Regions from separate parts of the Solanum lycopersicum genome. Here region 2 is linked to region 1. A link is a contact called in public HiChIP or PLAC-seq data. All regions are on one chromosome and are shown on one strand. Each heading gives the region's core, a stretch centred on a gene start, on an enhancer-like site or on the middle of the called end of the contact. The rest is flanking DNA. Distances are from core to core; before and after follow the strand shown.

Region 1 (2,700 bases), core at 70-2,569:
TCTCCGTGGAAGGAGTTCAAGCTTTGAGAGATGGTGGCTAAAAAATGAGGAAGAAGATGAAAAAAAATAAAATAAAAATGATTAAATGAGTCTTTCACGCGCTGGTAGTGAGTGTATTACACTCACTATGCCATATCAGTAAAAAGTGTTAAATGACACAACGAGACATGACATGAGGTGTCTAAAATGAACAAAACTTAGGTAAGGTGTCTAAGTGAAAATTAGTGTCAAGTTTAGGAAACCACTGATGGATTAAATAATCATAACAACTTGAATGGGTATTTGAGAAATTTAATACTTTAGAAGCAGAAAGTACAATTGTTTTAAGCTGGTAATTTTAGTAAAATGGCAAAAGTGCCTTTGGTCGTTACAATTCTATAGTAAGAAGTTCTTTACTTTATAATATAGAGGAACATTACATAAAATAAGTATCACGTGAACTAGCCATATGAACTATAATATCTTAATATAAAATGCTTTAAAAAAAATATCACGTAAATTAATTTTAATTTTGAAGTAGATAGTTGATTTTTTGATTTTGAAAGTACATGGTTTATTTTTCGATTTTAAAAATACATGGTTTATTTTTCGATTTTAAAAGTAGATGGTTTATTCTTTTTAAATTGAAAATGAACATTTTGTGAGTGATGAGTAGCGTTCACTCAAGTTTCCAATCTAAAAACGAGATTTTCAATCCATTTTGATAATGGGCGCCAAAATAATGTTTTCTTCATCCTTTATAATCATCGCTCTATTTCCTCCCCTTCCCCTCACCCCCTCCCCCAACCCCAAATCTAAAAGTTCTAGTTTTGCTCTTAGATATATATATGTAATATCTATTATATATGTAATATCTATGTAGTCCGTCTGGTCTTGAATTTATTATTCAAATTTTCTGAGCGGATCTTTGTTTCTCTGTTGACAATGATGAGATAAAAACCTCAGTAATAGAAAATTGTATTACTGTCAATGAACAGTTGTTTGCAGATGTTTTTTGGTACTAAATTCTCTGATATGATAAGCGGAACTTGGCCTGATGATTTTGAAATCTCTCTGAGAAGTGCTAAGATTGCCGCAACTAAATCGAATTCTGACATATCTAATTTGAACCTCTATTCCTTTATGTGTCTAATAAATTATAGACTTAATTGAAATGTCCAAATAATAATTTCGAACAATTCGAAAAGACCATTTATATATATTTGATATTTGATATTTTTTTAAAATTATATGCTCAGTCAAATACCACGGAACAAACTAAAATAAAGAGAGTAACCCTCACTTTCCATATATCTACCAAAACACCAGATTTCTTCTACTTTATCAATTTGTCGGCCGAAGCTCCATTGTTCTGACCCGACCCGACCCCGACCCGACAATTCTCCATACGTATATATGTACATTTCACACCGATCTATCAGATAGTAGATAATGTGAACGGAGAAGGTCAGGGGATCTATCAGCATTGTTCAAAAAAGGTGATTTTTTTAAATACTTTTTTATGATTTATATCTTCATGGCTGTTTATTTAATTGTTGATTGAATTGATTTTGTTATATAAGAAGATGAAAGTTTGTATTTTTTTAAAAAATAAAGATTTGGTATCAAAATGCTGTGTTGATTTCTCTGTGATGTTGTCATTTTGTGACTTCTATTGAGCCAAGGGTGTATTACACCCACCCCACTTGTGGATTGTTGCTGCCATGTTGGGAGTAGCTTAAGGATAGGAATCAGTCAAATGGGTTTTTGTTGTTTTCAGTTATATTTTAGTCTGCTCCTAATTTATATAATGCTCTTGCTGGTAATTAAGATATTCTTCTCTTTTTTTTTTTTGGTAATTGAAATGATTTTGTTATAGAATAAGTTAAAAAAAAGGATTAAAGTTTGTATTTTTACTGATAAAGAATTGTGAAATAAAGGACAAAACTTGATTTGGGTATGTTGTTTTCTTGTGTTTTAGTTATGGAATTGGTGCTTTCTTTTGGCTGTAATGTTGCCATTTGAGACTATCTTTCGGAAAGTTAGCTTTAGGATAAGATTCTGTCAAATGGGCTTTCTTTATGTTTGTTCTTTTCTGTTAATGTTTTAGTCTACCCCTAGTTTATATAATGCTCTTCCTGTAACGTAGTTGATTCATCAGCAAATATGTTCATTTTTCATAATGTTTCTGTTTAAGAAATGAGCAAATGGTTTCATAGCATGAAAAGATTAATACCAAAGTGTGTATTCAAGATTGAAGTACCATACCTCATGTGATTGTGGCCTTGTGACAGTTCACAAAAGTCATATAGTGTCTTCCAGAATAAATGAGAAAATTCTAGGAGACAACACAAGAAGATAATGACCACTTTGAAATGCTGGATGCGACATATGATATGAATAATTTGACATCATGAAATATTATGTTGAATTCTCATGAATAACTTGAGAGGCGAGATGTAAATAATGTTTTACATTGAAACGACTAATTCTTAGATTCCTGCGACTGTGTACATGGCTCCCGCCTCTCGTATCCCTTTCATTATCTCATTTTAGAGGTTCAAAGAGTTGATAGAAGTTCTGTTAAATTTGAATATTTTGAACATTTTTGTCTGATTTAATAAAGTACATTGTATTTGGGTGCTTGAGTAGTTATCTTGACATGGTTCTTTTTTCTTTTTTGTAAGCTTCTATCACTTAGTTTCAAGAGCCCAGACCTGT
Region 2 (2,700 bases), core at 9-2,508, 160 kb after region 1:
TATATAAATAGATAATCAAATTAGTCAACTGCTAGCAACATACTATTCTTTACCATCATACATCTCCACACATCACCATCAACATCATCAGCACAATTGTACAGCCTCCATTTACATCATATCTCAAGTTGGGTTTTCCAATTTTTTCAGAAATCAACAAAAAGTGTAAAGTTTCATCTTTTTATCACAACAAACAAGAAAACCAAAAGAAACAAACATAACAACCCCAAAAAGGTCAAAAGAACAAAGCAGATTCTATACCTTCTACGTGAGTTAGCGGTAACACGACGAAGATCATCAATGGTTGAAGATGGAGAAGAAGGCAAAATCCCCAAATCGATACGCCACTGGACACCTCTCAGATCTCCAAAACGACGAGACGACTCCTCCACCACCAGAACCACTGTTGACTCAATTGGACCAGCTGCCATTTTTTCCCTACCAAAAATTCTCAGCTAGGAAAAAAAGGAAAATTCTCAAACAACCCCAGCTGCTCAAACCTCAGCAAGAATCAATCAAACCAATAATCTGAACAAAAAAATTTGAAATTTTTGAAGACCCCATTTGCTAAATCTCCTTAAATATACAATTTTTCAACAGAAAATTAAGAAATTAGAGCCAAAATTCAAGAAAAATATATATATAAAGAAAAAAAAAAGCTGAATCAAAGGGTTAAGATTTTTCTGAGAAATGTAAAAGGAAGAAGAAAGAACAACAAGGAATTCAAGAAGGAGAATTGACCTAAATTTAGGGGAGAAAGAAATGGCAAAAAAGTTTTATAGACAAGAAATGTAATAGAGTGATGGGTATTGGGTGGTCATTGGTCTAATCTTTGAAGAATATTTTTGATGAATTTTATTTTTTTTGTTAATTTTAGTAATTTTATTTTATTTGGAAGAAAGAGAAAATCTTGGTAGACAAGAAAAAAGGATGAGAGAGAATAAAGGGTGGAAAATAAGAAATTTGTTTTTGTTTGGTAAATACAAAAAGGGGAATAGAAGTAAAAAAAAAAAAATTGTGGAGTGCAAGTGCTTGACTTATGCTTTTGTGTGTTTGTTGCAATAGGTGAGTCTTAGGGGTCAAGTTGGGGTTGGTGTTAGGGGAGAGGTGAGTTTGAGTTGTTTTCGTGTATTAGGTTACGTGATATGAATATAAATTAATTAGGGTTAAGATGGATGTCGGGACATTAAGAAGGAAGGATATTTTCGGAGGTGAAAGTTTATGGAGAGATACGTTTATGATTCATGAACGTTAGAAAGTCGTACATAGACATTGAATATTTCTTTTCATTTAAATTGGTAAGTTGTAAATTGCTTAGATCTGATTATTATTTATTAATGATAAAATTATAAGACATGAGTTTCGATGATGATTTCATTAGATTTCTACATCTCTCATTTTATTTTTTATTCAATTCATCCATTTAGAACAGAATTTCAAAATTGTTTTAAGTATTATTTTACATGGTACAGATTTTAAATTAATTGGGATTCTAGATGAAATATTGAATTAACTTTTTCAAGTGGCGTGTAGGATGTCGAGGAAATAAGTTGTCGATTTATGTATTATGTTACATGACCTAGGGTTAGGGTGGATCCCTAATCATTAAGAAGAAAGGATACTGTCAGAGACGAAAGGTCATGAAAAGATGTTGTCTCTGATTCATGGATACCTTGTCGAAAAATTATAAATAGACATCAAATATACTTTTCATTTGCATTTATCAAATAAATTTGAAAATGCTCAATTACAAATTATATAAATCTGATTATGAACTATTTAATGATAAAACGAATAAAATTTCGATTTTGATCACGATTTCATTAGGAAAATCTCTCTTCTTCTTTTTCGATTCAAATCCTCCATTAACGTTGAGGGAGAGATTTCAAAGTTGAGTTGTCCATTCATATATTATGTAATGTGATGAAAATTTGAATTAGTTATGATTTTATATAGATCATAGATACCGAATAAATATTTTCACTTTCATTCATTTAATAAAATTTAAATTGTCAAATCATAAAAATCTGATCGTAAATTACTAAATGACAAGATGAATTAAAATTCAATTTTTACAATAATTCAATTTTTAAAATTCAATTTTTACAATAATTTCACCAAAGTGTGGGATCCAAAATTAAGTTTTTCATTATGTATTATGTTACATGATACAAAATTAAAATAATTGACAACTATAAATTTCCTCATTGACACTCACAAAATTAAGTTATATATTCATGAATTATGCAATACAAAATTTATATAAGTTAGAATTTTAATAAAACTATTGAATATAAATTTATGTATTTTCATTCCGTAAATGAACTTTAATTATTGAGTAGTAAATTATAAAATGAATAAGATCTAAATTTATGTTGGCTTATTATTTTTAATATGTTAAAAATAATGACAAGAAATTATGAACAGGGGATTTTGAGCATATTAAATATCACTAATTATTATTTTTTGTATTTTTCTTTAAGAGGTGACGTGTAGAGGACAAAATTAGATGAATTTACCAACTTAAAAAGAATATTATTGTTCTAGTTTTCTTTGTCATTTTCTTATGTGACTCCCATATCTCTTTGTTTTCAGTAATTATATGTGGAAAAAAAAATTCTCAGATTTATTTTTATTGTCATACTTATTTTTATTTATTCTTATTAAAAAAATGTTAATTAAAGTATAATTCTTGTTACA

The links. HiChIP or PLAC-seq counts read pairs in DNA pulled down with a chosen protein or histone mark.
Region 2: a contact with region 1 is called in an RNA polymerase II HiChIP or PLAC-seq map of leaf, with 5 times the contacts expected there. The contact joins the promoter of LOC101260951 here to the promoter of LOC101264836 in region 1. A contact is called at or near these places in 2 of 8 Hi-C or Micro-C datasets (both in leaf) and 1 of 1 datasets of contacts at active chromatin or transcription factors (leaf).

What each region holds. Positions count from the first base shown.
Region 1 is chr7:5,478,165-5,480,864 of SLM_r2.1, forward strand. It overlaps LOC101264836 (protein trichome birefringence-like 14), which reads left to right and starts at 1,320. Exons shown (of 5, transcript XM_010325046.4): 1 at 1,320-1,478; 2 at 2,667-2,700.
Region 2 is chr7:5,641,465-5,644,164 of SLM_r2.1, forward strand. LOC101260951 (TBC domain-containing protein C1952.17c) reads right to left here and starts at 1,259. Exons shown (of 5, transcript XM_004242773.5): 1 at 262-1,259. The coding sequence starts at 431.